Regions from separate parts of the Mus musculus genome. Here all the other regions are linked to region 1. Evidence: chromatin contacts called from public HiChIP or PLAC-seq and promoter capture Hi-C data. All regions are on one chromosome and are shown on one strand. Each heading gives the region's core, a stretch centred on a gene start, on an enhancer-like site or on the middle of the called end of the contact. The rest is flanking DNA. Distances are from core to core; before and after follow the strand shown.

What was found. Promoter capture Hi-C pulls out the DNA fragments that hold promoters and counts their contacts. HiChIP or PLAC-seq counts read pairs in DNA pulled down with a chosen protein or histone mark.
Region 2: a contact with region 1 is called in a promoter capture Hi-C map of pre-B cells. The contact joins the promoter of Itprid2 here to the promoter of Cwc22 in region 1. A contact is called at or near these places in 9 of 39 promoter capture datasets (the C10 cell line, cranial neural crest, embryonic stem cells and 5 more), 6 of 484 Hi-C or Micro-C datasets (CD4 T cells, CD8 T cells, muscle stem cells and 2 more), 8 of 115 datasets of contacts at active chromatin or transcription factors (astrocytes, cardiomyocytes, embryonic forebrain and 5 more) and 2 of 9 other capture datasets (adipose tissue and liver).
Region 3: a contact with region 1 is called in a promoter capture Hi-C map of liver, with 6 times the contacts expected there. The contact joins the promoter of Rbm45 here to the promoter of Cwc22 in region 1. A contact is called at or near these places in 7 of 39 promoter capture datasets (the 3T3-L1 cell line, the C10 cell line, cranial neural crest and 3 more) and 1 of 115 datasets of contacts at active chromatin or transcription factors (extraembryonic endoderm stem cells).
Region 4: a contact with region 1 is called in an H3K27ac HiChIP or PLAC-seq map of embryonic stem cells, with 10 times the contacts expected there. The contact joins the promoter of Cerkl here to the promoter of Cwc22 in region 1. A contact is called at or near these places in 1 of 115 datasets of contacts at active chromatin or transcription factors (embryonic stem cells) and 2 of 9 other capture datasets (adipose tissue and liver).
Region 5: a contact with region 1 is called in a promoter capture Hi-C map of hippocampal neurons, with 2.6 times the contacts expected there. The contact joins the enhancer-like site here to the promoter of Cwc22 in region 1. A contact is called at or near these places in 2 of 39 promoter capture datasets (the C10 cell line and hippocampal neurons) and 1 of 115 datasets of contacts at active chromatin or transcription factors (astrocytes).
Region 6: a promoter capture Hi-C map of hematopoietic stem and progenitor cells shows a contact between it and region 1, with 4 times the contacts expected there. The contact joins the promoter of Itga4 here to the promoter of Cwc22 in region 1. A contact is called at or near these places in 6 of 39 promoter capture datasets (embryonic stem cells, erythroid cells, hematopoietic stem and progenitor cells and 3 more), 3 of 115 datasets of contacts at active chromatin or transcription factors (astrocytes, large pre-B cells and microglia) and 1 of 9 other capture datasets (embryonic stem cells).
Region 7: a contact with region 1 is called in a promoter capture Hi-C map of pre-B cells, with 4 times the contacts expected there. The contact joins the promoter of Prkra here to the promoter of Cwc22 in region 1. A contact is called at or near these places in 5 of 39 promoter capture datasets (the C10 cell line, hematopoietic stem and progenitor cells, liver and 2 more), 1 of 484 Hi-C or Micro-C datasets (pre-B cells), 1 of 115 datasets of contacts at active chromatin or transcription factors (astrocytes) and 1 of 9 other capture datasets (adipose tissue).

Annotation. Positions count from the first base shown.
Region 1 is chr2:77,944,761-77,948,083 of GRCm38.p6, forward strand. It overlaps Cwc22 (CWC22 spliceosome-associated protein), which reads right to left and starts at 1,596. Exons shown (of 20, transcript NM_001362658.1): 1 at 1,390-1,596.
Region 2 is chr2:79,633,588-79,636,910 of GRCm38.p6, forward strand. It overlaps Itprid2 (ITPR interacting domain containing 2), which reads left to right and starts at 1,838. Exons shown (of 18, transcript NM_080558.4): 1 at 1,838-2,157; 2 at 2,446-2,491. The coding sequence starts at 1,953. It overlaps Gm46751 (a long non-coding RNA gene), which reads right to left and starts at 1,475. Exons shown (of 2, transcript XR_001783386.2): 1 at 1,395-1,475.
Region 3 is chr2:76,368,506-76,371,828 of GRCm38.p6, forward strand. Rbm45 (RNA binding motif protein 45) reads left to right here and starts at 1,479. Exons shown (of 10, transcript NM_153405.2): 1 at 1,479-1,923. The coding sequence starts at 1,624.
Region 4 is chr2:79,427,275-79,430,597 of GRCm38.p6, forward strand. Cerkl (ceramide kinase-like) reads right to left here and starts at 1,714. Exons shown (of 13, transcript NM_001048176.1): 1 at 1,428-1,714. The coding sequence starts at 1,617.
Region 5 is chr2:79,308,088-79,311,410 of GRCm38.p6, forward strand. All of the region lies in intron 17 of Itga4 (integrin alpha 4), which reads left to right. Among named protein-coding and RNA genes, the nearest start is that of Gm22606, 39 kb to the right of the region's middle. Within about 2 kb of position 1,849, at least 13 of the 459 cell types and tissues checked have an H3K27ac peak or open chromatin away from gene starts, as enhancers often do. A contact at or near this core is called in hippocampal neurons, where this site is marked.
Region 6 is chr2:79,253,951-79,257,273 of GRCm38.p6, forward strand. Itga4 (integrin alpha 4) reads left to right here and starts at 1,476. Exons shown (of 28, transcript NM_010576.4): 1 at 1,476-1,906; 2 at 2,228-2,349. The coding sequence starts at 1,710.
Region 7 is chr2:76,646,192-76,649,514 of GRCm38.p6, forward strand. It overlaps Prkra (protein kinase, interferon inducible double stranded RNA dependent activator), which reads right to left and starts at 1,836. Exons shown (of 8, transcript NM_011871.3): 1 at 1,601-1,836; 2 at 934-1,103. The coding sequence starts at 1,665.

The DNA.
Region 1 (3,323 bases), core at 346-2,845:
GCAGGTTAGATCAGGGAACAGATCTTGGGGGCTAGCTTGAGGAATGTGATCTAACGGTTTTTAACAAGACACGGGGACTTGGGAAGGAGAGCCTTGTCCACCACATTCAAGCTGGCTAGAGTTCCTGCAGTAATTTCAGACTTACAGAGAAAACAAGGGAAATCTGACAGAAAAACCCTCAAAGACATTAGTTCCAATCTGCTGTATTACCGATAATCACTTCTTTCTGGAACTGGTCTATTTCCAGACTGAGTCTGACTGGGCCAGTCATGAACAAGGTAGGACTCAACTAAAATAACCAGTCTAAACCCGGCTAGCCCACACCTTTAATCCCAGCACTCAGAAAGCAGAGGCAGGCAGAACTCTTTAAATTTGAGGTCAGCCTGCTCTAAGGAGTGAGTTCCAAGACAGTCAAGACTACACAGAGAACAGGAAAAATAAATAAACAAAAGGCAGTTTAAATACAGAGCACAATTAACAGAAAAGGTAGCTCATTTTCACATGTATGGATCTTTTTTGCCTTCATATACATATAGGGACAGTTCAAGTTGCTGGTGCAAGTGGCTATCAGCAAGCAGGTATCCAGTCCCCTGAATCTGATATTATAATTTGTTGTGATCCATCTTGTGGGTGCTTGGATCGAACCTAGATCCCTCTGAAAGAGTGCTTTTAACCACTGGGCAAACTCACCAACGGCTTGCCGGGGCTCAGTTACTGTTTCTATTAATACCTTTCCCCAAATTATTCTTCCGGGGGGCGGGGGGGCGAGTTAAGTGGCTACAATGTATCAAAAAAGTCTTGCATTTAGAGCAGGTCAAACAGCTGGCACAGTGCTGTTTGTACTGTAGGGCCTGCAGCTCGCTAGGGGCAGGAACTGCAAACCCATGTTTGGAAGTTGCAAATAGTAGAGGCTTTTAGAGTTAAGGTTAACTACGTATGCGACCTAAACACAGAAGATGCGAAACATGGATCACTAGGGCTAAACATGACAGGGGTTCAGTCAAGTCAATGAAAACGATCCATAAATGAAAATGTAATAGAATTGGCTACTGGGATAAGCTGGAATGAGGCAAACGCGTTACCAGAATTTATTAATGCCAGCCCCGGGACGCCGACTGGGGACGCGACCCAGGGTGCTCCCAGGAGAGGTGTTCACCGACAACCCAGACCAAGGCCCAGACACGCACGCCCCGCCGCCGGCGCTAGGCCCAGCCGGCTCACACGGCACCTCGCGGGCCGCCGGTGGAGACGGCGCAGCCACATGAGGAAAGCAAGGCCCACCGGGCAAGCGCCCACTCGCAAGTCCCTGCCCTCTCCACGCGACCTAGCAACCCGCCGCCCCCACTCTGGCTCCTAGTCTATCCCGAGTCTTCAGAGTTCCGTAATTACCTAAAGCTCCACCGCGCCGCCATCATACCGGAAGAGCGTCAGTTCCCTTTCCCGGGTGAAAGTAGCGCGAGAAATTAGTGAAAAACTGGTAGTGAATTGGCAGGTATGTGATACGATTAATGATAATGCGGTATAGTAACACCTTGAGTCAAAGCAATCCAGCTAGTAACACTGTCATTCCTTACAAAGAACACGAGAAAAGAACATGTGAGTCCGAGTGAACTACAAAGTCCAGCATGCTCTGGCAGCGCGGACGGAAATGAGTTGTAGTTGGACCGCAGTGCATGACGGGAATTGTAGTTCGTTCGGATAGGAGGTCACACTAGAGACACTTTTGAGAGCTAGGTTTTCGAGGCATGCTTCTTATTCTAACACTACTCATCTTCTAAAGCCATAAAAAGTAGCTCTTAGTAGACACCGTAGCTTTTCTTTCTTTTTTTTTTTTTTCAGTGTAAAAGCTTAACACTAAGATACATACTATGAAACTACCGCAGAGGCTTACTATATAATACCTTGCCTGAAAATAATAAAAAAAGTAGCGATCCCTTTCAGATTTTTGACAGAAGCTTTACCAAAAGTCTGTTTGGGAGAAGAGGGGAAAGTGACAAAATGTTTAGTATCTATTAAGTTCCAAGATTTTAAATTCAAGTGAATGGAAGACTATCTGATTATAAATGATATGTTGTAAGGACAGTGAGAAGTAAATTGGAGGCCCAACATGGTGGTGTCTGCCTTTACTCCAAATATTTTGGAGGCTGAGACTGGCACTGTGTGTTCCAAGACATCCAGAGCTACATAATGAGCCCCTGTCTTGAAAGAGAGAGAGAGAGAGAGAGAGAGAGAGAGAGAGAGAGAGAGGAAGGTGAAAAAAGAAAAGAAGCAAGTTGCCTGGCGTGGTGGCACATGCCTTTAATCCCAGCACTCTGGAGGCAGAGGCAGGTGGATTTCTGAGTTCGAGGCCAGCCTGGTCTACAAAGTGAGTTCCAGGACAGCCAGGGCTATACAGAGAAACCCTGTCTCCGAAAATAAATAAATTAATTAATTAATTAAAAAATTAAAAAAAAAAGAAGCAAGTTGTATTTATGATACTTTCAGGGTTGGAATGTGAAATCTGTAACGAGTTTAGAGCACTGGCCTCAATTATACTGTTTCCTTAGTCTTTGATTTTCAGTGTTACCAAAAGGTAAGTGTTAAAGAGCATGCTAATGTGATTGGAAAGCTCTTCCTAAAACAACATCATCTTTATATTTCAAAGTATTTTGTAAACCAGGCCTGGCTTCTCCAAGAATTTTGTTTATTTTTTAAACAGGGACAAGGTCTCACTATGTAGCCCTGGCTGGCCTGGAACTTACTATGTAGACCAGGCTGGTCTTGAACTCACAGAGATCTGCCTGGCTCTGCTTCCTAGGGGCTGGCATCAAATGCCTGGGGCAGTAAGCTCTGCTTCTTTATTATAATTTTAGGGTGATTGAGCTTTCAGCCTTTTCCTAGAGATAGTATGACTTTGTTAGCGTTTCTCCTGCTATAAAGTGACACCATGACTACAGCAATTGTTATATTCAAACAAACAAACAAATGAACAAACAAACAGCCAATCTAATTGGCTTACAACAGAGGTTTATTCCATTATTGTGATGGTGGAATTCATGGTGGGGAGTTTTATGGCATCTAAGTAGTAGGGGGGCTAGAGAAGGAGTTGAGAATTCTATATCTAGATCCACAGACAGCAGGAGAAGACGTTCAAACACTGGCCAGGCGTGGGCATCTGAGAAGCCCACCTCAGTGACACACTTCCTTCCACTGCACCAAGTCTACCTCAACAAAGCCACACCTCCTAATTCCTGTGAGTCTATGTGGGCCATTTTTATTCAAACCCCCACAGGGTGTAAACAAAATAAAAATCCTGGGCTAGGCACTTTAATCCCATAATTTAA
Region 2 (3,323 bases), core at 588-3,087, 1.7 Mb after region 1:
TCCCGGATCAGCTGGTTCATGCAGGCAGTAGACAGAACAGGAATGATTTAAAAAGCAAGGACAGAGAACCAGCCACAGCACATGGATGTGTCAGAGTGGAAGTTGGAGACAGCAAATGGATGGGACAGAATCCAACAGGGCCCTGGATAAAACTACTGGAGCCAGTGTCCTCTACAGCCTTTGACCAACCACACCAACACTTCTTTAGGCACTTTCTTTTCATCTGTCTCATATTCCACAGGCAGCTGCATTGGAAGGATATGAAAGAGGTACCTTCATCCTTAATATAGAGCTCCTGAAAGTCTAAGACATATTAATAACTAAATGATCCCTTACCAGTGAAAGGTCAAGTCACTGAGTTGCTGGTACCATCCTTGTAGCTCCCCTTACAGTTCACTGTAAGTGCAGGAGGGCCATGATAATGCTGGGATGGCTCCGGGAAGCCAGCTTGGATTTTGGAATTGGTCTTGGGGATATTGATAAACCATCAGGAGTTGTTGTTTCTATCAATGATTAATGATATATTGGGAACTATCAAACATATGGACCATGCTAGAAAGAAGTAAGGACCAAAGACAGGAAGGTCCCTGTGCTACTTTAAAGATGAATAGATTATGTGCAAAGGCCTGCACAAGAAACTAGGTTCCATCTCATCTCAAGGACACTACATTCTGTGTTCCAAAAACTATTTCCTTCATTTATGAATGCACACTTAACTTGGACTTTTATGAACTGCAAATATCTATTTCAAGTGGAAAATTTCTTCCTTAAAATATTATTTATGTAAAAATGTCCTTTTTAGTCAAGAAAAAGCATAAAAATAGACCAAAGCAAAAAACTATTCTCACTTTGCTTGCAGAGTTCAATAAAATGTTGGAAGCTTTCTATATTGTCTGTAGATGGTTTAGGACATTCACTGTTTGATATGTAACACTTTGTCTCAATCTGGATAGAATTTTAATCTTTTTTTCCTCATAGGAAATACAAGTATGATAAAGGGGACGGAGGAAGCTGGGATTTAAGAATTGTTTCAGAAGCTTGGCATGACCTGCTTCTTGTTACATCTTCTAAGTCCCAAATCCAAGCAGTTAGCTTTCTTTATACTCCCAGGTCGCTTTCTTCACTTCCTTTTTTTTTTTTTTTTGTCTGCAGCTTCAATGTGACATACCCACTTTTTTCTCACTGGATTTTCATACCTCACATAACCAGGACACACAGGTTTCTCAAAATGTGCGAGCAACACCAAGGTAAGCTTTGACAAGCTGACAGTACAATCTCACGTCTCTTTCATCCTTGCCCAATCCTGTAGGCATCCTACACTGATTAAGTCTCAGCAGCCCAGTCACTTGTTTGCACGCGGGGGCGTTTTATGAGACTTGGCCTTGGCACTTTACCTCTATTTCTGGACGAGAGAGGAGTTGAGAGAAGGAAAAGCTGTAAAGCAAACAAACAAACAAATCTGGCTCTTTCCTGAGGCCACCGCGAAGGGGCGGTTCGGCTCCTAGCCCGTCAGGACGTGCCCCGCCCCAACTCTCGTCCTCACCTCCCGGCAAGACCGCCACCGGAAGAGGGCGTGGCCTCCGTCGTGGGCGTGGCGCACAGCTGCGAGAGGCTGGACTGTGCATTAGCGGGGGCGTGGCTAGAAAGGGGGCAGGGCGGGGTCTTAGAGTAGGCGGGACCGGGCCGGGCGGGCGCTCGGCGCCTACCCGGCTTGCCGGAGCCACTCGCGCTCCTGCGCCCCGCCAGGCCGGGTTCACGTGAAGCGCCGGCCCTCCGCCCCTCCCTCCCTTCCTTCCCTCCCCCCCTCCCTGTCCCCTCCTCCTGCGGCGCCCGCTCTGGCTCCCCCGGGCCCCCTGCCCGGCTGGGCGCTGACAGCAGCGGCGGGGGTCCCCGCAGCCGCCGCTGTGTCCCGCGCAGGCTCGGGCTGGGCCCGCGGAGCCCCCGGCGCGGCCATGAACCGACCCCTGTCGGCGGAGGCGGAGGAGGAACTGGAGTGGCAAGTGGCGAGTCGCAGGAGGAAGGCCTGGGCCAAGTGCCGCAGCTCCTGGCAGGCGTCGGAGACCGAGGATCTGTCCACAGAGACGACGACGCAGGACGAGGACGAGGACGACGAGGAGGACCTCCCAGGCACGAAGCTGCCGGCACCCGCGGGGCGAGGTCGGTGCGCGGGACAGGGACGTGCGATCAGGGAGGTGGCGTGCTCCGTGCCACCGGGCGCGGGGACCGGACGCCCCCGAACTTTAAATGCGCGCGTGACCCGCGCTTCAGCTCCAGCATGTGCACCTGGCTGCCGGCTGGCTCCCCTGGGTCGGGCGCCGGGAAGGCTCTCGGAGGCTACGGGTTGCCAGGGCAGATTCTCCTGCAAGGGAGTGTCAGGATGGCACAGCCTCTGAGTACTTATGTTTGGGGTCTTTAACGAGCTGTCCCTTCGCTCTACTCCCGCAGGAAACGTGCCCAACGAGAAGATCGCGATATGGCTCAAAGACTGCCGGTAAGTAAAGCGGGGGTTGCCTGGGGGAGAAGCGAGGGGGTTCGACTTCGTCTCTGGGTCCCGTGGTCACTGTAAGCTAGGAACCGGAAAGTGAGCCGGCCGATAGCTTCCTTCTAGAAGCGATTAGAACTGGAAGTGCTGTGGCCGCTGATTATTTGGTGACCGAGTTGACGACTTCAGCAGTCCGGGCATGATGTCAGCAGCAGATCAGAAACTAAAACAGGTCACAGTGATGCTACTTTGGCTGGTCGTGCTTTCTCTTGAAATAATTTTGATGTTTCACAGAACCTTTTATTTTTCTTTATTTTGGCATCTGCATATCTGGCATAGAATCATTTTCCTTTCAAACGTGTTATAGACGAGTTTAATTTACTTAGCTACACTAACTGGGGTTTAATTTGTGTTGTGTGCCTTAGGTCTCTCTGGGGACCTATTAAAACTAGCCAACTTGCTCCTTGGAGTTTAAGTCCTGGGACAGGGTTTTGTCAGATGGCATTGGAATTCGCAGAAGGAAATGGAGCTTTGAAGGCATTCATACTTTATGAGTCTGTTTAGTTACATACTTTGGCAACCTGCACAAAAATGTTTGATAAAATACAGAGGAGATGGGTTTTATTACAAGTAAATTTGACTAAAGTAAAATGTGTTTTACTTCTATTTTTTCCCCCAGTTTATTTGCTCTTTGAAAAACCTTGTGTGTGAAGACTATAACTTTTAAACTTTGGTTGGCATTTGCTTCTGGGCATATTATTGTTTTCGCAAATTATGTTTATCCTAGGGATTATTTGGTTGTTGGTTTTTTTTTTTTTTTCTGTTTCTTTTTGAAAGCTAC
Region 3 (3,323 bases), core at 229-2,728, 1.6 Mb before region 1:
TTCACCTCATCACCAAGGTTCACTAATATGCCGTGGAAGCCAGTGGGCATTTCGCACTTTGCTTGGGCCCTCTAATTTCTCGTAGTTCTCAGATGTGCATCCATCACTCTCCCTGCTCGTGCATCTTGGATGGGCTGCGGTAGCTGCGTAGATCACACACACAGCTGCCTCTGGGCCTGGTTCTGTTACCTGTGCATCTTAACTTTGAGCCTCAGATTTCCTCATCTCTAAAAATAGGGATAAGGATTCCATGGTTGTAAAAGGCTCCTTTCAGCCATCAGACTCTATGGTTTTAACTCTTAGTATTCTATTGCTGCGAAGAGACACCATGACCACGGTAACTCTTATAAAGGAAAGCATTTCACTGGGGCTGGCTTACACTTTCAGAGGTTGAGTCCACCGTCATCATGGCGGGAAGGATAGCAGCAGGCAGAGATAATAGTGCTGGAGAAGCCGCTGGAAGTTCTACCTCCAGGTCCAAAGACAAGAGGGAAAGAAGGCACTGCTACTGAAACTCCCAAAGCTCAACCTCACACTTCCTACAAGGCCACACCCACTCTAACTAGGCCACACCCATCCTAACAAGGCCACGCCAAAACGGTGATGAAGACTGTGTTTTCACCAAAATTTCAGACAAACTCCCCCCAGGTCTTCTGCTTGACTAGATCCAACTTCCAGCTTTCTGTTCTAGGGGAATCTAATTGGAGGACAAATCCTGATAAGTCAGTTTCGCCATAATTCTTATCCTTGATGTCTGACTGCTGTTAATGTCTTTTTTTTTTTTTTTTTTTTTTTTTTTGGTTTTTCGAAACAGGGGTTCTCTGTATAGCCCTGGCTGTCCTGGAACTCACTTTGTAGACCAGGCTGGCCTCAAACTCAGAAATCCACCTGCTGCTGCATCCCAAGTGCTGGGATTAAAGGCGTGCGCCACCACTGCCCGGCTGTTAATGTTTTATTACTTATCAACTTATCACTTATCTACAGCCTAAGTTCTGGGAAGCAGATCTACTGAGAGTCTCTCTTACCCCGCGATCTTCAGTAATTGTCCTTATACTAACTCATATTGTACTGTCCTCCATTTATCTTACTGGAACCAAGTCCAGTCTCTCCCCCTTACTGCAAGACCCCAACGCAATGGTCCTTTGTACCTGTCTCTATGGACCATTTTGAGTGAAGCCTGCCTGCTTTTTGTATATTTTTGGTGTGGTGCTTTTGCTGACCTCAAATTTACTATGTAGCCCAGGAGGCCTCAAATGTAGCAATCTGATTACAGGCTTAGTAGAAGCCAGCTTTGGGAAGGCTTAAGAATCAGGCAGGTGGATCTTTTTAGCCACAGGGCAAAGTGGTTTGCATAAACCCATTCTTGGTTTTCCCTGGGACTGAAGATTTGAGATTGCTGAGTCCACCGTGGCACCAGGGGGCGCTGCAGAATGTTCCCGGAAGCCCGCAGACCTCACTGCGGGACGCACCTGCTTTCCGGCTCTCGGCTCTTCCGGAAGCGGAGCTGCTTACCGGCGTGGGGCGAGACGGGGAGCTGCCGGGAAGCGGCCGGGAAGCGGCCGAGAACCTGCCGGGTGAACAGGGCCTGCAGGGGGGCTGCGCCTGGGTCCCGCGTGGGGCGCCATGGACGACGCCGGCGGCTTGGGAGGCAGCGGAGGATTCCGCCCGGGCGTAGACAGCCTGGATGAGCCGCCCAACAGCCGCATTTTTCTAGTGATCAGCAAGCACACATCCGAATTGGTGCTGAGGGAGCGCTTCTCGCCCTTCGGAGACATCCAGGACATCTGGGTGGTGCGCGACAAGCACACTAAGGAGTCCAAGGGCGTGGCCTTCGTCAAGTTCGCGCGCAGCTCACAGGCCTGCCGGGCAATGGAGGAGATGCACGGACAGTGCCTGGGTCCCAGCGACACCAAGCCCATCAAGGTGCGGGGCTGAGGTGCCTGGTTTAGGGTGTGTGAGGTAGAGATGCCCAGGTTGGGGTGTTTGGGATATGGGTGCCCGGGGTTGAGGGTGCTCGCGAGGGTGACGGCGGTATGGGTTGGGGTCTCTCCCGCCCCTTTGCTGCGCCGGGGATGCTGTGCATCTGGTAGGAGAGGGGTTGGATTCTGCACGCACCGTGAGTGTGCCGAGGATGGCTTGGAGGAGCGGATCCCCGGCCTCTGGCCAAAGGAGCCTCTTACCCTGGGAACAGATTGGGTAGCCACATCCAAGGATAGCACAACTGTGGCTGACCTCGTAAGTCAGTCAACCTCCTGTCCCCGTCTTCCTGTCTATTGTGAAAACTTTTCTGAGCTTCCTCTCTCGAACACTGTAATTACCTTCGCGACTAGAAAATTTAGTTTTAGGGTTTTTTTTCCTCGTGTATTTTACTTTTACAAAGCTTGAAGGATCTCTTAAGTAAAAAAAAAATTACAGCACCATGCCTATAAACAGAAAATTATCAAAGTAAAAGTATTTTGTGACAAGCTATGCTATACTGGAAAGGGGCAAACCTAGAAAACGGTGCAAGGTGTGGGGGAATTCTGGTTTGGGTTTTGTAAGAATACCATTTACGAGTGTTCATGGACTGTGGGCTAGAGTGTCTCCAGCCCCTCTTCTATGCTGCACCTGGGCATGGGGAGGGGAGTTAGAGGGTAGTAGGGGCAGAGAAAGGCAGAGGGAGAGGAGGAGGGGGAGGGAAAGAAGAAGGAGCAGGAGGAAGAAGAAGAAGAGAGAAAGAAAAGGAAGAAGAAAGAAGAGGCCAGCCATGAGCACGTAGAGAAGGGGAAATAAATGGGGGCGGGGGGAGAGCAAGGGAGGAACGGGGTTAAAATTTTTGAGAACAAGGTGTGTGCTAGGTCATTCATGTGCGCTATATAGATACAGTCATTAATCAGGGGACTTTATAAGCTCTTTAGGCTCGAAAATTTAGAAATTTGTGATCTGATGGTATCCCCGCTCTTATTTATCCAAGGTTCCCCTTTTATCTACTATTTGTGTTTTCTTTCGAGTTTCTCTTGTATGTTTCTTTGGCTATTTCATTACCGGTGTGTTGATTAAATTAACTTAGAGTTGCCCATTTCTTCTAATACCGTTGGCAGTGCTTGACATATGGTGGGTATTACTGAAGAAATAACTAAAATAGACCACCTAGGGATATGCCTCTAACTCTGTCTTGTAAGTAGGGTCCTTTGCCTCTATAGCAAGCTGTCTCCTGAGCAAAGGTAAGCTCTCCTTCTCCTGGACCCAGTGTTCTCTTCCACAAAAGTACACAGTGTCGTGGTTTTTATATTCGGTGTCTTTTGAGTTTCTGCCTCCTGCAGTGTTCCGTTTTCCATGGTTTT
Region 4 (3,323 bases), core at 464-2,963, 1.5 Mb after region 1:
ACAGCTCATATACACCATGAAATAACGTCCAGAGAACTCATGACCCCAGCTCCACCCTGGGAAGTTAGGCACCTGTCAAGCAACAGCAGCCATGGCTTCCTCTACCACACATTTCAACACAACGTTCTCCTACCTGTGGTGGTCTCTCCTCTGCTCTGGACCCCACATTACTTAGTCCTCACCACCCGTATCTATGATAATGCAACATCATAGTGCTTAGCTCATACCATCACCTAATGACTACTCTCTACCCACTGGACTTAGTAATGTGCCTCTTGGGCTCTTCTACAAATACATGTGCCAGGTTTCTGAGGCTCCTGGTTTAAATATCAGGTGTTAATTGCAAAGAAAACTAGTGTGCTCTGTATGAAGAGAAAGAAAACCAAGGGTCTTAGGGCAAAATTAAACACTTGCAAAGTTTGGAGTAATAAAACTGTCATGAGAGCTTTTCAAATTCTATTACCAGGAGTGCTAATTAAACCTCCTTTTCCTCAGTCACCACTCACTACAAAACAGGATTTCTTTCCTCTTGTCACTATTTGTCTTTGTGCTGTAGCAGTGACCTACAAGGGAGGGTGGGGTGCAGTATTGTTGCACTGCAGTCTCTAAAAGCTTGTAGCTTAAATTGGTTCCTTGGGCTAATCGAGATTCTAGTTACATTTATATTCCCCAACTCAGGCTGATTTACAGGTTAAAAGAAAGATCCCACATCCCTGCACCTTGCTTGTAATATTAAAGAATCTAAAGAATCGGGAAATACTTCTTCACCTTGGGCTTTCAAAGGCCGTGAAAACATTTTGCTTAAAGCCCAAAGTAGCTTTGCTTGAGTGAACAGCACTGCACATGTGGCTCAGGTGGAATTCACACTCCTCACTAATTCTGGTCCCTGACTGGATGGTTTCATTTAGTTAGACGTTTGGACAAGAAACTTTCAAACAATGACTTTTCCATTCTATGACAGACTGTGGCACAAGGAGTATTTTTTCCCTCTGAAGGTGGGGGGAATCAGCTGTTTTTAATTTCATAAACTCGTAGCTAATTAAAACCAGACTGTGAACCACATTCTACTGTTCTCCAAGACAGGTCTAACTGAAGCCGACCTGAAATATTTCTACTGCAAATTGCAGCATCGCATTTTCTTGTTTAAAAAAAAAAAAAGAAAAAGAAAAAAAGAAAAAAGACTTTAAGTCAATAGAAGGTAAGTTTAAGTAAAGCACAAATCTGTGGTGTGATATTCTATAGAAATTCATTAAAAATCGGGTTTCAAAACTTGTTCCCGATGGAAGGGGAACTGCAACTTCCTGGTTTGCAATCACAACCCCTACAGGAGGCTGGGGGCGGAGGGTCAGAGGGGTGTCGGTGGCGGCAGAAGGGCGTGGCGGCAGCAGGGTGTGGGGGGCGTGGGAAGGTAGGGGGCCGCCACTCACCAGCCGGGAGCTCGGGCTGGATGCGTCGCCACCGCAGGGCCCGCTCGCCCAACGCCACATCGCAGCTTTCCCTCCGGATCTCGAAGATGCCACGCAGCAAAACCCGCTCGGGTTCAGCAGCTGCCTTTGGGTTCTCCGGAGGCGCCTCCTCCAGGGCGCCCACCCGGCTCCTGCGTCTCCCCCGGAACATGGTGACGCGGTGCTGGGCCGAATTGGGGAGCCACCAGAAATCTTCGTGGGAAGGAAGTGTGGCTACAGCCACTGCCTGGGCCTTGTCCCACGCTGCCAAGGCAACCAAAAGCTCCTGAAGGAAGGCGGGGCGGAAGGGAGGAGCCCCGGGAGCTTTCTCTTTTGCCCCCAGAGAGGGCCACTGTCCTCTCTGGACCATGCTGCTAGTATGAATTTTCCTGGCTGAGCTCCGGGAGTTTGCCAGGCATCCCCCAAATTGGATTGCTTAGGCATCACCTAGTCTCTTGTTAAATGAAGTGCAGGTTCTTGTCAGATAAATCTAAAGAGAATCCAAAATTCTGAGTTGTGGCACAAGCCTTCAGTTCCAGCACTCAGGAGGCAGAGGCAGGTGAAGTTGAGTTCCAGACCAGCCAGCGCTAAATAGTGCGTTCTACAGCCGTCGGGAGCACGTGTAAGACACTGTCCAAAAATAATAAAAAATAAATAAATAAATAAATAAATAAATAAATAAAAAAAAATAAAATTGAACAGTAAGAATCTGCTTACTGGGTGACTGCAGAAGTTGCTGGCCAAGAGACACAAAGGAGTTTCAGTGCGCAAGGCTCTGTCTATCTTCTCAGGGGTGTCCTCTGAGATTCCCCCAAGGAGCTACATTACCTGTGTGACTACATCTGTTTGACTGCCCAGGAGTAAGAGTAAACCCCTGATTTGCATAGACAAATGTACACCTCACAAAGTTGATATTACCTTCAATCACCTCCATAGTGTAGTGTATGGATCCCTTAGCTCTACCTGGATGCGACAGCTGCAAACTGCAAAGAGCAGAGCTTACTCACCCAAACTTGACCATCATGCAAAAGGAGGCCTCCAGAGCTCACCGTTAACTTCCTCCTGGTAGGAGGGGCAGTTCTCCCGCTGTGATTGCACAATAGAGTGGCCCGGGGAGGGCGGTTGCTGTTTAATCCAGTTGTCCTGGCCACATTTCAAAACGATCAATTTGCAATCTCCAGGGATGGAATCCAGGTTCCAGAAATACTTCCCTCTGAAAGTCTAGGATTTAGGCTGAGAATTGCAATCAGAAAACAAGAGCCTAGTGTTTTTGCAGACTAGGCAAGTAAAGAGGTTTTGTGAAGTCCTTATATGAGGGGGTGGTCAGGCATTGAAGGGTGATTTAAAACTGGGGTTTCTGTACTATTACTTAAGGATTCCATCCATCTTCCACTAAGTCTCTCATAGGCAGCCACTGGTAGGTAAGAGCTGTGCCAGTTCCAGGAAGAGTTCACTTCTAGAGTTAACATCCTGAGTTCACAGCTGTCTGGCAGACTCAAGCTCCCTGGCATTTTAAAAACTTGCTGAGAGCCAAGGCAAACAGGCCAAGGCAATGGCTACTTCTTAGGACCTTTACAAAGGGGCAGGTTGCCATTTGTCAAGCTTCAGGAAGACCAGGAGTTGCAAACATTGGCTTTGTCTTGCCATGAAGATGGAAACAATAGGGCCCATGCTCCCACACTTTCTCTCTGATGAGTTGTCTCCTTCAGGGCTTCTAATGTGTTAAGTGCCACCAGATCCAGGTTCTTAGGATCTATTACACACACACACACACACACACACACACATACTCTCTCTCTCTCTCTCTCTCTCTCTCTCTCTCTCTCTCTCTCTCTCTCTCTCTCTCCCTCTCCCCCCCCTACCTTTAGTGGCTGGGAT
Region 5 (3,323 bases), core at 599-3,098, 1.4 Mb after region 1:
TAGAATTAGTGATAAAAATCTCCTCTGACTGCTTTCATAACATTTAGGACTACTTTTAACTTCATGTAACAAGAATTTTACTAATCCTGACTTACAGAAATATATATGTGGCATAATATTTGCATGGAAATGGTAGTTGCGGGTCTGTTATACAGCCAGAAATCCTGCATATATGGTTGTCTTTTATGTTCTTTTGGTTTTTTTATTTTTGATTATAATATTTTAGTGCTAACATTCCCATAAAGGAAGTGGATGCAAGAACAAGAGTGTGTTTGTTTGCTTTGTGTGTGTGTGTGTGTGTGTGTGTGTGTGTGTGTGTGTGTGTGTTTTCTTTTGAAAGCTTTTCAGAAAAAAATCTCCCTTCTCATGCTTACTCTAACTTGACATTCCCCCGAGTCTGTCACTGCGCAGGGAGAATGGAGTCTTTGTGGTCATGTTAGCCATCAGGCTTCATTCCCCAAAGCTGAACTCAATGCTCATCTTCTGCAACATCAAAGAAATGCTGCCCACTGCCTGAGTAATCTGGGGTTCTGGTAGCATCAAGTGGGGAACTCTGAGTAGACAGTAAGTTGTGAATGGTACCTGGCACCATGCATTTAACTCTTCAACAGGCTAATCTAATACAACTGTCCTTTGTAAAATCAAAGCCTGACTGACCTCCCGAAGCAGGCGAAGAATGAAGTTCATGCTTCGATACTAACGTCCACTCACTTCCGGGCCAGCTTCCTAATCCAAGTTCCTTTTCATTTCTCTCCTTGAACTTTTATTCAACAAAGTCAGATGATAGTAAAGAAAAAGAAAAGAAGATGAAATTCAACTTTGGACTGGAGGCCAGTTGCTGAAGGCTTCTCTTTTGTCAGATAATTCTGCTGTGTGTCTTTGAGCATTAAGCTGTGCTAACCATTCACATTTTATTTTGCTGCGTTGTCTTTTCCCCCCTTGTTTATTTCTTTCCTTATTTCTTTCCTTCCTTCCTTCCTGCCTGCCTTCTTTCCTTCCTTTTTTGTCCCTACCATTCTGATCAAAACTAAGTAATCTTCAGAGACCAAATTTATTGCACCAAGAAAGAATATATTGACAATACTAAGGTTTTGTGAATGTCTTGTAAAATCCAGTCATGTTCACTGAGAGAAAATGTAGAACCTGGTGTAACAGCTTTCTCGTTTCCTCATTCACTTATTAAGTTATGGTTCCATGTGTGCACAGTACTTGGGCTTGTGTCAGTTATGTGGACTCTAAGCAGCTTTGTAAATTTCAAGCCTGCATTATGCATGTTTTCATGAAGAATGAACTGTAAGTCCCAGGGAAGCCGCTGGTTCAGTCATGCCACCCGTCCAGATGTGCAGCTGGCTCTCCTTCATGGTATGTAGGACGCTGGCTGGTGTCTTTTCAATGGCTTCTTGTTAAAGAAGATGTATAGAAAGGTGTACTTTTAAGAATCATGGAGTTGGGATTGTGGTAATTGTGCAAAATAGCTTAAAATGGAAACTAAACCGGGAGTCTTGCTGACAACAGGAGCCTGGTGCCGCTCTGATCGGCTGCTGTCTCAGAAGCTGGCTGCGGATGCCACGCTGCCACCTTCTGTTGCCTGTCAAAGTGCCAACTTCTTTCCCAAAGGTGTTCAGTGACTAATGCTTTGGTTCCAAGCCAGAATATTTTATAAATGTCTATTTCTAAGCAGCTCTTGTACAAGTCTTAATTAAACTTTAATGTCAAGCTGAAGTTTACTTTTAGAGTACCTTGAAAGTCCCTTCGGTCGTAACTGGATGATAGAACGGTAGGGAAAAGGCAGCGTGGCTCTCTTCTCACCATTTAACAATCGCTGCCAAGGAGAAGCCTGCTGACTAAGTCCAAAGGCTCACAACATGAGCAAACCACACCACCTCCTTCGTGCTGGGGTAGCTCATGACCACTCCGTCAAGTACCTCCAGGATGAGATGGTAGCCAGGGTCTAGAATGAGTACTTTGTTATTTATTATTCATTTGTTGCACAGCTTCTCAAATCCAAGGCTCAGAAAAGAGAATTGGTTCACATAGGGTATCCTTTATTTCTCTCTCTTCTTTTCTACAGGGTGCTACAGGGGAGGTTAAAGGCTTGGGGCTGGATTACTTTTTCTACTTCTACTTGGATTCTAAGGGAAAAGCCTGTAGCCTCTGCCAGCTGAGATTAAGGACCCTCTGTTGATGTCAGAATGGATCCAGGCATGTCGATGCATACCTGTAATTACAGCACGCCAGAGCATGGGATGGAATTACAAGTACAAGGCCTGCCTGGCCTACATATAGCATGACTCTAGTCCACAAAAACCAGACAACACAAAACAAAAACCAACAGCAAAGATAATGGATTTTAGTTGTCTAGTAATACCACATGTTGCTTGTTAATTTGAAAGTTTTCATCAGTCATGTGGGCTGTATAGCAGGAGCCACCCCAATGGTTTTTATAACGTGACAGTTTCAATTTCTTGGAAAAAATGCACTCAGTCTCAGTTGCTCATCTGTACCAGTAGTGCAAAAGCGAGAATGGCTAGACTCAATAAAACTTTATTTATAAAAACAAAGGAATGATTTACGTTCAGACAGGAGTTTCCAGATGCCTACTCTGTTGGCCTGCCTGCGTTTCCTGTGGCATCCACTTAGTACAGCATTTTTTTTCTAGGTTAAAACACACCCTCTTATAGTATAATTTGTTATTTACTTTGCATAATGTATAATCTTGTATTTAAAAAATGTTTTTACAAGATAAATAGAAATACAGGGAGAAAAGATAGGAGGAATGCAAAGGGATATATACACAGAACAAGTATATGTGTGTATTCAATGTGAGACTATTATAGTTCTACATGGGAAATGACTGAAATCCTACTTACCACTGACTGGGCAAAGAAGAAGACAAGTGGCTAACTAGGGTGGAGCACAGACTTAAGTGACAAGCAATTTGCAAACACCGATTGAAACTAATTTCACAAAGTTTAAATAAAAGAAACTACATTCAAAATCGCAGCTACCAAGGATTACATCTAATTACATTTGTATGAGATTCCACACTGGCTAAAACTCGAGTGTGGGTTCCAGGAGTCAGTGGTCATTTAGGGGGGCCCCGGTGAATTGTTCATGTATACAGTGTCTTTCCTTGGTTGGCACACCAGTCTCTGACATGTATTCAGTTAACCACAGTTAATAAGTTGCATCTTAGGATGCTTGCTTCCTTCTATACAAACAGCTTTGAAATGGGAAACGATTTGAATAACAGGAGCAAATCTTTAAGTAGTAAGTTTAGTTTCTTAGAAATGTACTTAGGGTTTTAAATGAAGAAAGAGGAC
Region 6 (3,323 bases), core at 226-2,725, 1.3 Mb after region 1:
GCCCAACTCAGCGATCCTTGCCTTCCAGCTCTCTTCAAGTGTTCCCAAACAATTAAACTTTATGGAGTAGGGAACTTTTCTTTTCTACTATCAGGCCAAAAATGTTGCTGGGTGCTCCTCCAGGCATCCTGCTGATTTGTTGTGGTGTTTCGAGGACTGGGGGCTGCCCACTGCATGAGATGATCTGACTCAGTGAACAGCGACAGCTGCGGGCCTGTGATTCTGTTGGTGTAACTGGCAGACACGGACTTTCTTTCTTTCTTTCTTTCTTTCTTTCTTTCTTCCTTTCTTCCTTCCTTTCTCTCTCTCTCTCTCTCTCTCTCTCTCTCTCTCTCTCTCTCTCTCTTTCTTCCTTTCTTTCTTTCTCTCCCTCCCTCCCTCTCTCTTTTTCTTTCTTTCTTTCTTTCTTTCTTTCTTTCTTTCTTTCTTTCTTTCTTTCTTTCTTTCTTTCTTTCTTGTCATTTGTCTTTTTTTTGCAACAAAGGTAAGAGGGCCAGCATCTCACCTGCTAACACTCACCAGCACTTGCCTCCTGCTCCAGCGTGAAAAGCAGGGAATGGAATATGGAGTGTAAGACATAAATTAAAAATAAAATAAAATTAAAAAAAAAAAGAAAAGCAGCACACAAGGAGTATGTTCAGCAGAGGCCCATCTCCTGGCTTAGGTGTGCTGTGACTCTGATCTCTGGTGGCTTTTTAGAAGCCTGTTATGACCTTGTCTTAGGCTGTGTCTACACATCTGGTGGTAGGTATGTCCTGGGGTAACTGAGTGTGTACATGGGGACTAGTTATGAAGAAGTGAGCAAGGGGTGGAGTCTGCTAAGTGAGGCAAGTCACAGAATTTCCTTAGCTTGCCTGGGTTTTCTGTGTTAGGCTATTGCCTGGCTTGCTCATGCGTATAGACTCTATTTAAGAGGAAGTGTATAGAGAGGAAGGAAGCCTGCATAAAAGGCTGCAGGCCTGGGAGTTTTGAAGAGACTAGCCATATACTTTTGTCACCAAATGCTCCAATAGGGCTGGGGCGGGAGGGGGGGGGGGCAGCAGTTTTGGCTTCTTGCAAACTGTGTAATTTCTGTATGCTACACAGCACATAAGTGACAGAGGAAGTTCTGGAAGGTTCTCCACAGTCTTAGTTCCCAAATTATTGGCCACTGGGACTGGCCCTGGAGGCCAGTCACTTGGTGAAGTCCCGCAAGGCATCAAGCCTTAGCCAACTTTCAAAAGGGAATCCCCTGATCTGTTTTGTGTTCCCCCAAGGGTTATTTTTGCTGGGCCCCAGAAGCCAGAGCCACTGTGTGTGATGTCTGCCAGGGTGTGAGTCCATGCAACCTAGGTCCCCTAGCGCCCCCTACAGCTGCTGCGGGGCGGGGATGGGGATCGGGTTGGGGAGAGGGAGGCCAGGCTGTGAGCCACTGCACCACACCCAGGACCCCACCCAGATCCTAGGAGCACCCGGCCCCTGGCTCCGGGGCCACAGAAACGGGGCGTGGGCCAGAGCCTGAAGCATCCCTGGCCACTACGATCGCTCCGCCTGTGGCCACCAATTCCCCTCCTCTTCTGGCGTCCCTCTCTCCGCCCCTGTCGCCTGCCAGCACCGGACACGCTGCTGCACTTCATCTCTTGGGGCGCTCTTCTCTTTGGCCAACCGTCGCATCCTGTGCAACTCTGGTCAGTGGCCGTTTTGTGTTGAATGTTCTCCACCAAGAGCGCATGGCTGCGGAAGCGAGGTGCAGACCGAGGTCCCGAGGGATCGCCCTCCGGGAAGCGGTGATGCTGTTGTTGTACTTCGGGGTGCCAACCGGGCACTCCTACAACCTGGACCCGGAGAATGCACTGCTGTACCAGGGCCCCTCCGGCACGCTGTTTGGCTACTCGGTGGTGCTGCACAGCCACGGGTCGAAGCGCTGGTGAGTGCGCCCTCCCCAAGAGGCATGTCACAGCGCCTCCGCCTCTGGGATTCCTTGTATGAATCAAACTTTCCGCCCTCCTGGGAGGTCAGAGAAAGACCTGGCTTCAGCCAGCTGCCTCACTGGAGAGCCTTGGAACTAACTTATCTTGGGATGGCAGCCCCCAGGGTGCTCCTGAGTCCTGGGTCTCCAGTCATGGGAAGAGGAGGTGGGTGCCACTTCCCTTGCTGACCACTGCACAGCTGTCACAAGCCAACACGGGGCAGAGTGGGTGGGCAGACTGGTTCACGTCTGAGCGAACTTGCATGGTTCTTGCTTTAGGCTCATCGTGGGGGCTCCCACTGCCAGCTGGCTCTCTAATGCCTCAGTGGTCAATCCTGGGGCGATTTACAGATGCGGGATCAGAAAGAATCCAAACCAGACCTGCGAACAGCTCCAGCTGGGTGAGTTGGGTCCCCAAAACAAGACATAATGAACTTTCTCCCCTTCGTGGGTCCACTGTTGGGCAAGTCCTGGAAGACACTATGATGCTGGTCTCTTCTGGATTAAAGTACAAGCTTTTCAATTTTAACCCCATGCCAGCTTGCTCCTGAGAGTATTTTCCTCTCCTTTGCTTGCAACTGTATGTGATCTCAGTATCTTCCAAACCTCTTTCAGGGGAAGTCTCATAGGGTGGCTTCTGGCAAGCTACCTTCTACCAGTCCTAGAACTCTTCCATGTGTAAAATCTGTTTCAAAGCCTTAAAACCCCTCTCTGGCTGAGGACCCAACTTCTCAACTTTGTTCTAGCGTGAGCTGCACATCAGGAATAGAAACTTTGATTGAGCCTATATCCCACCATGTAGCCTATATCCCACCATGTAGCTTATATCCCACCATGTAGCTTATATCCCACCATGTAGCCTATATCTCACCATTTAGCCTATATCCCACCATGTAGCCCAGGGATTTTTCTTCCCCTTCCTTTAAAAATGACACTACCTACCATAAAAGAATGGGAAGAAAAAAACAGCATGCCTTTTGTTAAAATCATAAATATAGGAGGTCTGACATATAATTACTAATTTTCCTCCCCTCAAATTCTCCTGTAAAGCAGGTCTGTCTTTCAGCCCTCGTTTCTGTCTTTATTTAGGTTTTCAGCAACTTGAGAAATGTGCGCTGACGGCAGAGGAGACAAGTTTCATGTTTCAAAGTCAAAAGCAAAGTTGCTGCGCACAGACACATGGGGAAAGAAAGGGGAACTAATATTAATTTAGATCTATCTTGCTCTCAGTACTGTTAAGCATGGCTGTGTATATTGCTCAATGTTTTCCCCTCACAGCAGCTCTAGTGTATGCTTGTACTGCTTCTGCTTCCTCAGGGCTCCCACACAGAGAGCTGCAGGTTCCTTCTTCAAAAGTACTTACCTAGACTCAGGG
Region 7 (3,323 bases), core at 586-3,085, 1.3 Mb before region 1:
ACTTACAACCAATCTACCCCACACACAAACATTTAAAAAGCTTCAGGTTTTTTTTGAAGTTGCTCCAATAAATATAGGCAACCTCAGGTCCCCATATTTGAATATATGATATGCTCAGACTAGCAGACAGTGGAACTTTAGCTTTTTCTAATTTTTCTTTGTATATTTACAAATTAAACTATTTAACAATTTTTATGCTTTCAGCTAAATAGGTATGTAGGAAAATAATGTCCACGTTTACAAATGGCAACTCTGGTAACCATTTTCTCAGGCTTAGACTAAAAGAAGGCATTAATCTGAACTTTAAAACTTCATTGGTGTGTGACCTTGGGCATGTAGCTTATGAAAAGGTTTTTAAAGTTGCCACTTCATGAATAAAAAGAGGAAACAATTTTATACAAAATACTTATATAGTATTTAGAACTAGAAGCTACTGTGCGCTGCAGCTTGAAGGAATACAGTATGGGAGTCTTCTATGTTTCCCTGATTTTTCATGGACACACACTCAAGCGTGGTAGGTACCAAGAATCCGAAGTTCCAGATGTGTCCATAAAAAGGGAAACTCGGAAAATTCTGACGGCGTGGCTACTAGCCTCTGCGCTGGTAACTTTGTAACTTTGAAAGGCGATAGCACCCACGGACTTGGCTATCGGAGCTCCAAGAATATTTCCAGTTTTTAATTCTTAAGAGGAACTTTAGCCGGCTCCCCAGGTACTGGAAAGTGTGCAGGATGCTGGGAGTGTCTGAGCTTCCTTACATCTTAGCGAGACAGAACTAGGGAGCGAAACAAATGAAGTTGATCCTGGAGTCTCTTGTCTTCAGAGTACACTCCCACAGCCATCTTAATTAAAAGGGCGCTTTTCCTTACTGAAAAGCAACATAGAATCAGGGCCTCCAATCCACATGGTCATGGGGAATTAACTGCATACAGACCTGTGCAAGTTATGTCACCAACGGTTACTCTGAAGGTGAAAGTGGGCACGTGTACTTGCACATCGGATCTTTCACATTCATAAACTGGAATGTTCTTGGTCTTCATGCCGTACTCGTGCAATACCTGAATCGGTGTTTTCCCAGGCTTAGCTGTTATCATCTTGCCCAAACTGCAAAAACCAGAAAAAAACGTAGGCATTGCACGTCAAAGCTGAAAGGGAAGCAAAAGCATCCACTTCTCAGTTTTGACAGTCACAAATGGTGACAAAAAGGTTCTGCAGCTCCCCAGCGGCCAGGATCAGTGGCAAGGCCTGGGCGAGCACCTGTCCCCGGGTGCTGCAGCCCATGGAGGAGAGTGGAGAGGTCTGTACAGAGAACTTGAGAGCGGTGGGAGGGATGCTGAAAGAAATCGGGTGGGCTTGGACTAGGCAGCTAGACACCCGGGTCTGCGCCTCAACACTGATCAAGTCCTCCCGATCGGCTAGCTGCCTAGGGTCACTAGAGGGGCGGGGCGCGCAGCAGACCCCCAGGGCCCGGAGGGCGGGCCCAGCGCCACGCCGGGAGAGGGGGGAGCTTTACCCAGAATGCTGCCCGACAGCCGGCTCCCTGCCCCTGCCCCGCTGCCCACCCGTCTTGGGCCTTGAGGCCTCGACGGCCCGGCGCTGACCTGAAGGTCCCGCTGTCCTCGCGCTGCAGCGGCGGGGCCTCGGCACGATGCCTGCTATGGGACATGGCGAGAAGGGACGGCTGGCCACAGCAATCAAGAGAAGTGTGGATCTGGGTCCTCCCTCTCCACGTCGGCCAGTTCCCGAGAGGAGCGTGCCCGCGCTGCCGCTTGGACGCCCCTCGAATCGCTGCCTGCCTCCCTCCAGCTAAGGGACAGGAGGAGAAGGAAGGAGAGGCGGGGCCTCGGCGCGGAAGAGCCGGCCACACCCCCTCTCTGCCCAGCCTCTCTGCCCCGCCCCTCTCTGCCATGCTCAGCCCCTCGATGTTCTTGCTCCACTTTGCCACAGTGCTCAGCCCTTTCCCGTTCCTCGGGCTCCGCCCTCTCTGCCAAGTTTCTGTCCTTCCCAGCTACCGCCCGCTCTCTAGTTGGGTTCCCAGAGCTTCTCAGAGCCCGGCCCCGCCCCTCCTGCGACCTGGCTCCGCCCTCTCTGCCAGTCCGGGCTCTTCCCAGCCTCTGCAGGCGCCTCCCCCCACCCCCCGTTCCGCTTCCAAAGCTTCTGAGCGCCCGGCCCCGCCCCTCACCCTTCTAGGCCCCGCCTCCATTGCATGTCCCGGCTCTTCCCGGCTCCTGCCTGCACCCCGCTTCGGTTCCCCGAGTTTCCCCTCCCGCCTTTAGTGGTGCAGAGAGCCTCAGTCCTTTGTCCTTAAAGGGAGGTGGCTTCCTTCTCAGCGAGAAAGCTAGTAGTAGGCTACGAGCCTAGCATGTTTGAGGAGCAAGGAAAAAAGATTAAGGGTTGGACTACTTTAAGAAAGATTTAAAAATTCGAATGGTAAATTACTAAGAAAATTGTGGATCTTGGCCCCGAAACTTGAGACCCGAGAGCGTCAGCTAAGGGGCAGCCAGTGGCTTTAAGAGCCCTGGATCCCTGGGCCCGCTGCTGTCTGGCGGGCCCGCTGCTGTCTGGCGGACTCTTGTGACCTGCTTAGGATAGTGGTTTTCATTCTTCCTAATGCTGTGACCCTTTAATTCAGTTCCTCATGTCGTGGTGACAACCCCTTCTCCCCCTCGCCAACTATAATATTATTTCTTGCTACTTCATATCTGTAGTTTTGCTACTATAATGCAACCCCAGGGGACTTGCAACCCACAGGTTTAGAACCTCTGCTTTGGGAACATGTGGGATCCCCAAAGAGATGCTGGAGGTGGAGTGCATAGCAAGGATATTTAGACCAGTTTCCAGGATTGCTCTTCCGGTTGACCTGTGCAATGGAGAGTGATGACGTTAACCTGGAACGCTCCACCTACAGAGTATGTTGTGGGTGTGTTAGCGCTTCAGAGCGTCTTAGAATTTGTGAACTATTTGCACAATGGCTCCTGTGTTTACTTAATGCTCTAGAATTGAATTCTAGAAATATTCTTACTGAGAGACTCCTAAAAGGTTTTTTTGTTTGCTTGTTTGTTTGTTTGTTTGTTTGTTTTTTAATGGAAGTTTTAGGTTGATGTACAAAAGTATTTGGTTCTGTGATGGAAATTTGTTTTGGTTGTATGAGAGCCCAAACACTTGGAAGCAAGGAAAAAATATCCGGAATTGAACCAAATTGAATTCTACTGGGGCTTAGGTTAAGCCTATTCTCGCTTTTATTTCTGTATAATATACACGGGTTACAATCCAATAATGCTATTACACTTATGTGTTAATGAATATCGTATTGTAACAACCACA